Linked DNA regions of Mus musculus: region 1 is linked to region 2. Evidence: chromatin contacts called from public HiChIP or PLAC-seq data. All regions are on one chromosome and are shown on one strand. Each heading gives the region's core, a stretch centred on a gene start, on an enhancer-like site or on the middle of the called end of the contact. The rest is flanking DNA. Distances are from core to core; before and after follow the strand shown.

Evidence for each region. HiChIP or PLAC-seq counts read pairs in DNA pulled down with a chosen protein or histone mark.
Region 1: an H3K27ac HiChIP or PLAC-seq map of large pre-B cells shows a contact between it and region 2, with 5 times the contacts expected there. The contact joins two enhancer-like sites. A contact is called at or near these places in 3 of 39 promoter capture datasets (liver, pre-B cells and stem cell-derived epiblast-like cells) and 1 of 115 datasets of contacts at active chromatin or transcription factors (large pre-B cells).

What each region holds. Positions count from the first base shown.
Region 1 is chr17:17,597,165-17,604,549 of GRCm38.p6, reverse strand. All of the region lies in intron 1 of Lnpep (leucyl/cystinyl aminopeptidase), which reads left to right. Among named protein-coding and RNA genes, the nearest start is that of Lnpep, 24 kb to the left of the region's middle. Within about 2 kb of position 3,664, at least 186 of the 459 cell types and tissues checked have an H3K27ac peak or open chromatin away from gene starts, as enhancers often do. A contact at or near this core is called in pre-B cells, where this site is marked.
Region 2 is chr17:15,545,335-15,552,191 of GRCm38.p6, reverse strand. Prdm9 (PR domain containing 9) reads left to right here. Exons shown (of 10, transcript NM_144809.3): 10 at 6,832-6,857. It also overlaps the pseudogene Gm18564. Among named protein-coding and RNA genes, the nearest start is that of Prdm9, 15 kb to the left of the region's middle. Within about 2 kb of position 5,586, at least 18 of the 459 cell types and tissues checked have an H3K27ac peak or open chromatin away from gene starts, as enhancers often do. A contact at or near this core is called in pre-B cells, where this site is marked.

The DNA.
Region 1 (7,385 bases), core at 2,415-4,914, 2.1 Mb before region 2:
AATGACTCATGCCATGTAGCCTTTTTGCATGTTAGCTTTCCTCGTAACTCAGTATTACCCTTTCTTGATCTTCTTTCTAAATATAATACTATACCCAGACTCAGTTACCTTATGTAACATCCTTTCACACGGGCCTTAAATTTGTCTTCTGAAACTCCTTTCAGTGTAAGTAAGCTACATGACCCCTCTAGTTCTCAGATACTATAGATTCATGAACAGACAACAGAAGGAAAACTCATTAAGGTTTTAGGCCATACTCTCCGGAAAGGTAGAACAGAAGGAAAAAACCTTTTGGAAGACATTCTCATTCAAATCACCACAGATACTGTTCAGGTTTGTTTTATTATTGTTCGTTTTTTTTTTTCCTCCTCCTTCACTTTAGATTTTCTTTTCAATTAAAAATTTTCTCCTGAAAACTTTCATTTTCATTTATCTCAACCCATTTTACGTTTATTTCAGAGCAGTGTTATAACAACAGGTTATAGAAGCTGAAAGTTCTATCTAGTCTTGAATGCCTTGTATATGGAAAATGAACATTTTCTTAATACTTTGTATGTAAAGTACTTTTGGCTTGTGACTTTTAGGTTATTAATGTTATGGAGCGTAGATTCAGTATCTGTCTTAGTCCTCTGGATAATACTTTCTTTTAACAGACATTCAACTTGCTAGGGTTCAGCTCTTAAAACCTGTTTCATTTTGGTGGACAGCAGTTCCAGGATCAGTTCTGTTCTCCTAGCCTTTGCATAATAATGCTTAGTAAACACTTCCCGGTTCTGATCCTGGCACCTGGTGGTAAATTAGGTTACTAGTTAAAGGGAGTTAAAGTTTCAGGTAGGAGTTACTGTTGTGTCGGGTGTGGTGGTATAAACCTACAATGCCTGCATTTAGGAGGCAAGCTAAAACTGCATAGTGAAACACTTGTTTCCAAAAATTAATAAATAAACACAAAATGAAATTTTTTGTCATCGAATCTTAAAGAGATTATCCAGGATTAGCCATTTGAGCCCTTTGAAGTCAAAATTTGTTAATATCATATAGTATGACAATGATTCAGTTGGCCTTTGCTGGATGCAAACAGTTTCTAGGATATGGAAAAGATAAGGAGATGAGTTCTTCCAAGAGCTTTCAGGGGAATCATAGCACTGTTAACAACTGATTTGGCCTCAGCGAGTCCCATTGTGGACTTCTTGCATCTAGAACTTTTGAGAATTAATTTGTGTTGTTATAATAAGCTTTTCAGGTTTGTGGCAAGTGTTGTAGCAGTTATGACTTAAATGTAATATTTTCCATAAGCTCATATGTTTGAACACTTGATCCCAGTTGGTGGAAGATACTGAACCTTATGGACATGGTAATGGATAGTGGTTGGCTATTAGGAGTGAGACTTTGGGATTATAGGCTGGCCCTTGCTTCCAGGTCTGCTCTCTGCATCCTTTCTGCCATGACATAAACAATGTGCTCCAGTTCTCACTGTTAACAGCTACACACCCTTGAGTGATAATCCTTTCTGCTCATGATCAGCTACCTTCTGGACAGTGTGCCAAAGACAATGCTCTGTTGTTTCTGTCAGCTATGTTTGTCACAATGGTAAGAATAGCAACTACTGTAAGCAGAAATAGACACCAATGCACACTGCTACCTTGCAGCTTTGATCTGTATGTATGTATATATGCATGTATGTATGTATGTTTATATGCATGTATGTATATATGTATGTATCTCCCTATTGCCCCCCTCTCTAGTTCTCTGGTGGTTATTCTGTAATTTTTGTAAGTTCATAGAAAAATATCTCTAGGTTCATAGAACAATTCTTTTCCCTCTGGCATTCTCTCAACACTGTAGCCTGCAGGGCTACTTTTCCTGGTTCTCGTACACAGAAATATCAGGCTGGCTCAATGAAATTCTACCTAATTGGCACCAGCACACTATTTGTGACTAAAGCCTGCCCTAAGGGTAGAATGGTCAAAGGAAAGAGAACAGTATTAAGATAGACACTAATCCTCGTGTAGACTGCTTTGCCAAGTGTTTTCTCCATTATCTCCTGTAAGGCAAAGTGAACTGTGGACAGCTATGAAGTAATCTGAGGACAAAGCATGTCGAGACCTTAGTCGTTTTTGCCAGTGTCTTAGAGTTGTCTCTAACCTAATTCAAGAATAGTTTTAGGACACTCCCTTTATTGAACTTTGCCAGAGATTTCCACCCAACTTGTCAGAATAAATCTCTTTATGTTTCATAAGCTAGTTGAATTACCTAATAGCTATAGCATGACTGAAAATATCACTTCTGACTTTGGGTAATGCCCCCACACACTGCCCTCTACCATAAGAGGAGAGCTGACCTGCTGCAAATGTGGATATGCTGTGCATAGAAGTTTACTAATTTCCATTGCCACCATGACAAATGATCACAGATTAGATAGAAAATAAAGTACAAAATTGTTCTCCTACAACTCTGTAGGCCAAATGCATGACCTGTCTTAGCCGGGTGTTGCTAGTAAACACTCTGTGGGCTCTGGGTAGGAACTATGGCCTTTAGTTTCCCAGCTTCTAAAGGCCACTTACATTCTTTTGCTCCTACTCCCTCTTTTCATCTTCAAAGCTGCAAAAGGCAAGCCATGCCCTTTTTTATATAACTGTACCCTGATCTATCCACCTCTCGCCTTCACTAAGGACTGATTTAATTATGTTGAGCCCAGAGTTGTTTCTGCTAATGGCATTCCATTTTTCTTCATGATTATTATACAGTTAATTGAACCATGTCCTATGTCTTGTTGAGGTTTCTATGTACAGAATTGAAGAAGAGATATGAGTGGTATTATTGTGATTTGGTTTATGTGACACTAATACTTGAGCATTGGTCACTTCACCCAAGTGGCCATACTATAATGGTACTCACTTAGTTTAATTATTTGCTGAAATCTTCACTTTAACTTTTGATAATATATAGAGTTTGGGTTTTTTGTTTGTTTTGTTGTTGCTGTTGGATTGCTTTATTTTTGGTTTGGGGATGGTACTAGGAGTCAAAGCCAGGAATTGTGCCTGAACCTAGATAGAAATCTGAGAAGACAGAAAATTTCTGGTGATAGGAATTTCCTCTGTATTTAAAACCACAAACTTTATAAATGTCTTAAATGGTAATAAATAGTAATAAACATATATCTTAATCTAACCTATTTCTTTTAAATATTATTATAACTCAGAGACTGCATAGTCAAAGAACTGCTTGTTACCTAATATTCTAAATCATAACCAAGTTATAAATCCCCTGAAAAATACAACTATAGTAAAATTAAGTACTGTGAAAAAAAAAGAGTCTAAACTAAAACCTAAAATAAAGAAAAAAAAAAAAAAACCAACAAAAACAACTCTGCTGGGCACGGTGATTCATACCAGTATTCTCAGCACTAGCAGTCTTTGCCAAGGCCAAAGCCTTGAGCAATCGTACTGGATTGAGGCCAGCCATGGGTGAGCTGAAAGCCAGCCTGAGCCAAGAGTGAAATCCTGTCTAAAGAAAACTAAACAGCAAAATTCAGTGCAGCATGATTTGCTATAAACTTTATGTTGTTAATTAGAACGAGGCATATGAGACAAGTTGGCCAATTTCTGAGGTTTGGCTGAGAAGCACCAGTGCCTGGGTAAGTTTGCTTTTCAGACAGAACACTGAGTTCTGTGTCTTTAAAATTAACAGTGCAGTCATTGATTGCCCTCCAGCCCCAGTGATGACCATATGTTCAGAATAGTACTTTTAAGAAATGGAAAATAGTTAAGCATGTTTTAAAGATCTTATAAAGACATTTAAGAATTTTGTGGAAGTTTTTTCCACTTAGAAAAAATTGAAGTACAGTCTCCCCCAGATACTTATTTACTGTACCAGGGGTCACTCAACAAGTAGAACAGGGGAAAAGGAAACAACAGATACAGTTTTCCCAAAAGCATCAACCCTGATAAAATGAGAGTTCTCTAAAGATATGACCTCCCCACCCATCATGTTTAGACTGTTTTGTATGAGATTTGTATTGAACTTTGTTGCTTAGTTTTCACTGGTAAGTTTGACTCTTACTGTTATTTTTATCTTTCTGATTAGATTTTAAGAATTTATGTTAGTAACAAAGTATGAAAATTCATTAAAATATGAGTTCCCATTGCTTTTTTTTAAGGGGGGGGGATAAGAATATCTCAAACAGAGTTGGAACCTGTAATATCAGCAAACTTGCTTCTCTTCTCTTCTTGGACACTTTTAAGGTATCCTATTATTTGAAGATAATTATTTTGAAAAACATTTGTGGTGCAAAACCAAATGACTGCTCTGAGGTTGCTTAACCATTTCCTGTGACTCTGAGAAACTGGCTGCTTTCAGAATCACTGTGCTGAGTCTCGGGTGCAGTGAACTATTTCACTCTCATCTTCCTGTAAAGTTTACCCACACACATACATATTACACACACACATACACATATTACACACATACACACATACATATTACACACACACATATTACACACACACACACACCAACAACTAAAGAAAAAGAGGCTAGGAATTTGAAAGAGAGTTGAGGGTGATACATAGGAAGGTTTGGAGGGAATAATGGGAAGGGGAGAATAATGTAATTATAATCTCAAAAATAAAAATAATTATTTATAAAAATATGTTTTGTTTCTGTAATTCTTAGCAAATATCCTTCAACAAATGTAATTGTTTTATGCATGAAATTCTTAGGGCTCTCTTTGAAGGTATAGTTAAGATGCAAATGGTTGTTTTTTTTTATAACAGCACTTAGTTTTTTAACAACAAACTTGAAGTGTTAGTACGGGAGATACTGGGATATTTCTTTTTTCCTTCCTTTCTTTTCTTTCTTTGTTTTCTCTTCTTTTTCTTATCCTCCTCCTCCTGCTCTTCTTCCTCTTCCCCCTCCTCCTCCTTTTTTTTTTTTTTTTTTTTAAAGACAGTGTCTTTCTATATACCCCCACCCCCAAGCTGTCCTGGAATTTACTAGGTAGGCCAGGCTAGCCTCAAACTCAGAGATCTGCCTGCCTCTGCCTTTGCCTCCCAAGTGCTGGGGTTAGAGATGTGTGCCACCATACTCAACTCTATCTCTTAATTTTAATGAGAGAGGGAGAAAGTCCATCTTGCTGTTTCTGTTTGGTTAGTGAATTTAGTGGACAACATAAAGAAACATTTTTGAATATCTATGACTAAGAAATGAGATGTTATATAAATTCTGGTAGGGCCTGGAGAGATGGTTCAGCGGTTAAGAGCACTGACCACTTTTCCAGAGGTTCTGAGTTCAATTTCAAGCAACTACTTGGTGGCTCACAACTGTCTGTAATGGGATCCACTGCCGACAGCTATAGTGTACTCATACACATAAAATAAATAAATAAACAAACAAACAAATAAATAAATATTTTTAAAATTCTGGTAATAGTATATGATGCTAATCATTAAGAACTTGTTATGTAGTAGGTTGTATTCTGAACACTTTATGGCTTATATAACTTAGTGAGGTGGGTAGTTCTTTCCAGTGATTTTATATATTGTATATTTTATGTATGTGTGTGTGTGAGAGAGAGAGAGAGAGAGTATTATCTTCCTCCCTCCAACATAGATAATGTTATTGGTACTGCTTACAGATGAGCAAACTGAGCTTGAAGGGTTACCCAGGGTTACATAGGAGGTAGCAGAATGCCTGGTTCCTGAGAAGTTCTTAGCTCTCTGTTGTTTCTGTTGATCAGTCCAGTGTTATTGTATGAGAGAGCCCCTAGTTGCTCATCATCGTTTGTTGGGTGGTAAGGTATTTGTTGATAATGAAGTCATGTATATTAAACTTCTTAGGCTTAGAATGAAAGCCTAGATCTGTATACAGGAGTTTTTGTATGAAGAATGCAAACTGTTCTAATGACAAATGTTCTGTTTTTTTTTTTTTCCTTATGTTTCTGAACTGAGTCTGAAGTATCAGTAAGGCCCTGATGTTACTCAGTGTATTGCAATCTAAGATATTCCATGGAACTGTAGATCTGATATGTACAACGTGGTTTAAGTTTGGTCTTAGGAGATAAATTATTTTGTGAGAATAATTCAGAGGCATGTTGCTCACTGGTAGAACTTGAGTCCCTCAGAAAATAAGATCACTGAAATATTGGTGGTTATACTATATAAGAAGTAAGGGGTTATATGTTATTTTGTGAACGTTTCACAAAATTTATGACTTAAAACAACAACCATTTTATTTGCTAATTGTTTTTTTTAATTATTCTCTATTTTTTTTAACAGTCTAGACTTTATCCCTGTCCACCGTCTGACTGTCCCACATCTCACACCTTTTCCTCCCATCTCCAAGAGGTTGTCCCCACTTTACCCCCCCCCCTCCCACTCCACTAGACCTCCCAACTTTCTGGGGTTAGGTGCATCTTCTCTGACTTGAGTGCAGACCTGGCAGTCCTCTACTGTACATGTGCTGGGGGCCTCGTATCAGCTGGTGTATGCTACCTGGTTGGTGGATCAGTGTCTGAGAGATCCTAGGGATTCATGTTAGTTGAGATTGCTGGTCTTCCTATAGGATCCCTCTCCTCCTCAGCTTCTTCCAGCTTTTCCCTAATTCAACCACAGAAGCCACCAGCTTCTGTCCATTGGTTAGGTGTAAATATCTGCATCTGACTCTTTCAGCTGCTTGTTGGGCCTTTTGGAGGGCAGTCATGATAGGCTCCTGTTTGTAAGCACACCATGGCATCACTAATAGTGTCAGACCTTGGGGCCCCCTTGAGCTGGATCCCAATTTGGGCCTGTTGCTGCACCTCCTTTGCCTCAGGCTCTTCAACATTTTTGTCCCTGCAGTTTTTTGAGACAAGAACAATTCTGGTCAGAGTTTTTGCTAATTGTTCTTTAGGTCAATAATTTGAATTAGGTTTAGGTGAACGTGTCTTCTTTCTTGCCTGAAGTTACTTAAGAGCAGTCATTGTCTGTTGCGCTTCTAAGATAGCTTTACTCATGCGTCTGGCAGTGGATGCTGGCTGTTGGCTGTATGTTTTTAATGTGGTTACCCACCCACAAGGAAGCTAGCTTGGATTTTCTCTAACAGCGCTGTTAGAGTAATAATGAATAGTAAAGTTTACACAGCCTACCAAGGCCCAGCATTAAATATTCTGGCAAACCTTTTTGCTTCATTTCATTGATTAAACCAAGTTACAAGGACAGTAGAAATTTACATAGTAAAGGTAAAATTACACTTCCTAAGACGAGGTCCCTGGTATCCAAGTTTCCTGATTTCTTTCTAGGCTGACAATTTATGTCTTTTTATTAACTTTCTATCTTTCTCTCTTTCTCTCTTTCTCTCTTTCTCTCTTTCTCTCTTTCTCTTTCTTTCTTTCTTTCTTTCTTTCTTTCTTT
Region 2 (6,857 bases), core at 4,337-6,836:
GAGAGAGAGAGAGAGAAAGAGAGAGAAAGAGAGAGAAATTAATTTATTCTATAAGTTCTGTGACTCTAGAGTAACCTGACTACTAATACAACTATAGACTTTTAGAACTGTTTACCCTGTCAGGAAAATATTTTGTTCACAGAATAGACCTGTTGACATGAAAAGTAGTATGTCAAAGGAGAACTTATGGAGGCTATATTTTCAAAATGATCAACAGAATTTCACACTTCACAGCCTCCTTGTGGGCAATTCTGACATGGGGCAATTCTACCCAGTGGTTGTCAAGCAGCCCTGTTCTGAGACAATAAAACTGGTGGTTCTCTCAGTACCTCTTTCTACAAATCTTAATGCTACAAACACTTCTGGGAAGATACACTGAAAAATCCTCTTCCTTAAAACCATTTAAAAGCAGAGATTCTGTCCATTCACAATGAGACCATGTAGGACATACAGGGTGAGTTGCCAGTATGTGCACCCTTGGGTGGTGCCCTCAATACTCTGCCTCAACCATCTCAGCATCAAGAGAAAGCCCTTCTCAGTTACATCTCTATTTCGTGTGATGGTCTTTATGTAGGATGTGGTAAAAATGTGGATCAAGCAATCTCCAACTTTTGCCTACCCACCAACATAAAAACTTTATAAAAATATTAAAACTGGGCGAATTCAAGGCCAATCCAGTTAAATTAGCAAGGCTGGCTCAAAATAAATTCAAGGTTATGAGTGTAGCTCAGTTGCCTGGCATGTGCAAGACCCCCACCTCTCACTCACAAAGAAAAAAAGAATCAAAACTGGGCTAGAGATATAGTTCTGGGGTAGATAACTGCCTAGCATGCACAAGACCCTGACTTTCATAACCAGAATCACAAACTAAAAAGAAGACAAGAGAAAAAGAGGGAAAGAAGAAAGGGGAAAAGAAATGGTGAGGGGAGTCAATGCTTACATATTTTAATAATATATAAAGCCCAGAAAGATTTATCACAAACATCCAGACTTCGCCCTGGTGAACCCTTTCTGGACAACAGTGAAACAGATCTTCATAGATGATGGATTGTACATAGAGAGGTACTGACGAGAATTAGGTTTGACATGATAAATTAAAAGGTTAATAATATTTTGTATATTAATGCTGGAAATCAATACAGTAACAATCAGTCCTTAACCAGCTTTCCCCCAAATAACCACACAGAGAACTGTTAATATTTTAAAGCCATAGGCCTTAGCTGGGCAGACTCTCAACTAGTTCATGTAAGTTAACCCCATCTAGCCACCTGGCTAGCTACAGCTATACCTTATAGACCCATAGTCATGTTTGTCTCCTCTCATATCTCCTGGCAAAAGCTCCTCCTCCTCCTCCTCCTCCTCTTCCTCCTTTTCCTCCTCCTCCTCTTCTTCTTTCCCCTCCTCCTCCTCCTTCTTCCTCCTTCCTCCTCCTCTTCTTCTTCCTCCTCCTCTTCCTCCTCTTCCTCCTCTTTCTCCTCTTCTTCTTCCTCTTCCTCCTCCTCCTCTTCTTCTTCCTCCTCCTCCTCCTCCTCTTCTTCTTCCTCCTCCTCCTCCTCCTCTTCTTCCTCCTCCTCCTCCTCCCTCCTCTTCCTCCTCCTCTTCCTCCTTCTCTTCTTCTTCTCCTTCTCCTCCTCCTTCTTCTTCTTCTTTTTTTCTTCTCAGAGTTCCTTTCTCCCTCCCAGGAAGTCCCACCTTCCAGCTAATTGGCCATCAGATTTTTATTAAAGCCAGATATTGCCTTGGGTAGGTGAGGAAGGACAGAGACACATTTTCACACAGCATACCCCAACAGCACACAATTGTGTTGATGTTTTGAGTCATGTCAGTATGGCTAGGACTTTCTACAAGACCTCTGCTACATCAATGAACTTAAGGTCCTTTGAATGAATTTTGACATTTCTCCCCACAAAAGAAGTAACATCCATTAAAAGGCTTTTGTAACAGCTGCTCTCTGTTAAGCCTGCTCCTCAGTGAACCTCTGTGGAATTTTGTACTTCCTGTTCATGTAACTTTGCTTTGCAGCAAAGCTTTCATCCAATCAAACTTCAATAGCTATCATCCATTTGGGAATCCCAAGCATACAAGTACTTTGAGCTTCACCAACAGGAACAATGATGTGAGTTACTGTACTGTCAAACTCAGCACATTTTTAGACCTTCAGAACTACCTCAAGTTTGCTGAGCATGTTTCTCTTGTTCTGAAGAAAGCCTACTGCCTATAAGTATCAGCAGCCCATTCTTCTGTTGCCCCGCATTCATGACCAAGCAGTTGTTAGTTGAAAATGATTCATTCTTCTCTGGTAGCAGCAACAATAATCTCTGTGGGTGGTGGTTTGAATAAGAGTGAGCTCTTAAGCTCATATTTGAATGCTAAGCATCAGGGAGTGGAGGAACTCTCTGATAGGATTAGGAGGTGTGGCCTTGTTAGAGAAAGTGTGTCACAGGGGTTGGGGTTTAAGCTTTCAAAAGCCCATGTGAGACCTAGTATCTCTCTCTCTCTTTTTTTTTTTTAGATTTATTTATTATTATATGTAAGTACACTGTAGCTGTCTTCAGACACACCAGAAGAGGGAGTCAGATCTTGTTACGGATGGTTGTGAGCCACCATGTGGTTGCTGGGATTTGAACTCTGGACCTTTGGAAGAACAGTCGGGTGCTCTTACCCACTGAGCCATCTCACCAGCCCCCGAGACCTAGTATCTCTTACTTTGTCTGATGATCAGGATGTAGCTCTCAACTACTTCTCCAGCACCATGCTTACTGCCATGCTCCTTGACAGGATGATAATGTACTAACCTCTAAAACTGTAAGCAAGTCCTCTAATTAAATGCTTTCTTTTATAAGAGTTACCTTGGTAATGGTGTCTCTTCACAACATCAGAACAGTGACTAGGACAGTCTATATAACCCATGAGGTTATACACCAAATACATTAGCAGCATTCCTGGAGGAACCATAGGACAGTAATACCATGACTAGATCCATGTTCCCATTCTTTTGCATGATGAAGTCATGAGTTTTTCTGATAGCCAGTGGTGTTCAGCAAAGCATTATGCTGGTTACCTTCAGGTGCCCAAGATTGCAGGCTTCATACAATGGTGTCCATTCAGCATGGTCTTGAACATTTGAGTCATTTTCATTTTGTATGAAGTATTCAACAGAGGGCATATTACCCTTAATAGAAGCAATATGAAGCAAAAATTTCCCCTCTGTGATTTTTCCCTCTATTCATATTATTGGGTGACAGCTTCACTGTGGAGGGATTTGACATCTTTGTGTGTGAGCCGAGCTATTCCTCAGAAGTGAGAATGTGCCTGGTGAAAGGCTAAGGGAGCCATCTGATATGTTAATATTTCTCTTGAGTGTGAAGTACAACCATAGAAAGTGAAGAACAGTCACAAGTATGTTTTCTACAAGCAACATTGGCCTAACAAATGTTGGAATGTTGGCTCTCACATCTTTTAGAAATAGGATTGGGAGACCAGCTGTAACCTTTGGGATTTCTATTATGCCCTACTGAATGAAAATATTTTATACAGACTTTCCTCTTCACTCTTGTTCACAGTGTCTGGAGACACTATATGCTCAGTGGTTATAGAGACTTCAGTCAAGCTTTCAGACCATTCAAATTCTGTAACAGAGCTACTGGCTAATTAGTTTATGTCACTATTTACTGGTGGTTGGCTGCAGAGGGAGGCCTTCTAATTCCTCTTTGGACTCAAATCTACTATCTTCTTCCCTGACTTTAAATTCCACTCCAGGTTGATCTCAGGTAAAGATTTCTTCTACTGCTTTTTTGCAGATGTTCTAGGAAACTGCTTTAGCCTTCTTAGAAACAACTTCATGAGGACTTGTAGAAACAAATTCATATATACCGAAGCATGCCAGGGTTTGTCATCTTTTTGTCTTTTGTGGCTGGGTCTGTACTGTGTTTGTACAATTTACTCACAGCATATCTGACCTTCTTACTTTGAGGGCTAAACTACATTTTTATTAAATTATTCTTCCTTTTTTCATAACCAAATAAAATTGTCCAGAGGTGTCATCTTTTGGATCTAAAAGTTTATTATCATGTATCAAGTTTTGACGCGTACTGTAAAGCTGGGCCATACTGTCCAATTGCCCGTTTATCTTGAAGTCTAGGTTCCAAGCTAGAGTGTAACACATCCTGTTCCAAAACAGTCACTTGTACAGTCATTACAGAAGACATGTCCACACCCTTCTAAATGCACGGGCTCCTTCAGAATATTAGAGCAGTAGGAGCAGTAGCCTCTACAGGAGTGCAAGTACTGCGCGGATATGTACCTAGGAGCTCTAGGTAGCCGGCTTCATGGCCTGCATGAACCGGGAGGAGACTTTTTCCTGAAGCAGACCCTGGGCTGCAAGAATCACCTCAGATGGGTACACTCAGGCAGTAGAACACCGTTGTGTGGAGTTTCAGAGCCCTCAAGACATCTTGTGTTTCAATTCTTAAGCTAAGTGAAATACAATATAAATTCAGTGAATTTTTGAGAACTTCTGAAATTAAAGATCATTTTGTGTGCTTTAAAGTGTTATAAAATTTTTATGCTTTTAAATATTCTTTTTCTTTTCTTTTTTTTTTTTTTTTTTTTGGTTTTTCGAGACAGGTTTCTCTGTGTAGCCCTGGCTGTCCTGGAACTCACTTTGAAGACCAGGCTGGCCTCGAACTCAGAAATCCACCTGCCTCTGCCTCCTAAGAGCTGAGATTAAAGGCATGTGCCACCACCACCCGGCTAAATATTCTAATTTTAAAAGGATTGTTATATTTATTTTGTATGTATAAATTTTTGCTTGCATGTATATATATATGCGTGCAGTGCCTGCTGAAGCCAGAAGACAGTGATGGATCTCCTGGAACTGGAGTTATAGATAGTTTTGAGCTACCATGTAGGTGCCAAAATCAAACCCAGGTACTCTGTAAGAACAGCAAATACTCTTAACATCTGAACCATCTCTCTACCCCTAAATTTATTTCAAGTACTTTATGAACAAAATATATAACAACATATAAGTGCTATAAGGTTAGAGTCCAGAAAAAAAAAAAACAAGAAAAAAGTTTTCACGTACCCATCAACTTTTTTACTGAATTAGTTTATTCTGGTCCTTCCTTTTGGTTTCTTTTTAATTTCTTTCATATATGTAAATAATATAAATATGTCATCTGGCACTATGTCAGTTAGATGTCAGGTAAATTGTGGCTCTGTGCCAGGAGAGAAAAAATATATAAAATAAACAAAAATATTGAAATGCCTGCTCTTTAGCTGACTCATGGACTAGGGAAGCATGCATACTTGTACAGACCTATGCAGAGTCAGGAAAAGTGTTTAGAGACCCGTGGAGTAGACGTAAATATAAAGGCTATTGAAGGAAGATTTGGGAGGGGCAAGCAGATGGTCTCAGAGGAGATAGCTGTTGTAACTGTCTCAAGGCATGAAAGGGCTGCACTTTTGAGAACAGGTTGAAGTCATTTCATGGAAGGAAGCAGATGCCAGAGAAATGCATGTGAGCCTGTTAATGTAGAGCCTGTGAAGGTCCCAGGAGAGTGAGAGTGAGGCATAGCGGGGTTTCAGTTCTTTGTTCTACAATGATGCTTTGGCGAATTTTCAAAAATATAGTGCAGTGTGCAACCACCTCAGAGATTGCTTCAGTTTCCAGGGGGAAAGGATTGCATGCAAAGGACTAGTGGGCCACAGAGAGAAGACATCTGAGTAAGATGTGTTTTGAAACAGGGTTTTTGTTATATTTGAAATGGGCTAAATGTAAATGAAATAAGCATGAGTACTTGGTATGAGGAGAAAATTAACTTTCATTTTACAATTTGTGGATCATTGAGAAAGGTACTTTATAGCCAAGGTGTGGCAGCAGGAGCACACTTTTAGTCAGCAGGACCCAGAACATCCTGTCTTCTTTAACCTAAAGGAGAACCCCCAACTGACTATGTCTTAGAATGAGAAGACAATTTCAAACTCATATGCTGCTTTTATCAACAACTCTACCCAGGTACTCATAGTTGTTGATCTTCTAGCTGGATGGGCTCCAATTACATTTAATTTTCCTTTTTTAGGAAAATCCAGTAAGGGAAATTCCACCTAAGGAAGTGTTGTTATGTCTCCATAGTATGAAATAGGTGCAGAGAGTGCATAGGGAAAGGTGACCAGACACCTGACTAAGTGGAACTGGGTGAGGTAGGGTTGTTGGGTAAGGTAGGATATAAAAACCAAAAAGATGCTTATAGTTTGTAGGGCTTGCTTGCCGTTGCAGTTTACACCAAGAATAAGGTTGCTTCTGATCCTACTTGGAGGACATGTAGTTAAAATAAAAACAGAATAAAAATATTTGAAATGTAAATAAAGAAAAATCCAATAAAATAACAGAATAAAAAAATTAAAATAAAGGTGGTGCACACCTTTAATTCTAGCACTCAGGAGGCAGAGGCAGGAGAATCTCTGTGAGTTCAAGGCCACTCTAGTCTACAAAGCAAATTCTAGCATGGCCAGGAATACACAGAGAAACCCTGTCTCAAAAAAAACAAAACAACAACAACAAAAACCCCAAACAAACAAAAATGACAAAAAAAAAAAAAAACCCAAAGGATGATGGAATGCACTCACTGCACTTGATAGGAGACAGACAACTTGTGTTGGCTATAGAATCCTACCTCATTGACCAGATTGTCTTTGAACCATCAAACCTAGCTGGGTGTGCCTTAACTCATGAAGACTAAGTAATGGGGTAGGCCTGACCACATAGAAAATCAGATGCCTAAGCAATTTATTATATTCAGTCTCATCAAAAACTTTATCTTTCCACAGAACTAAGGACAGAAATTCATCCTTGT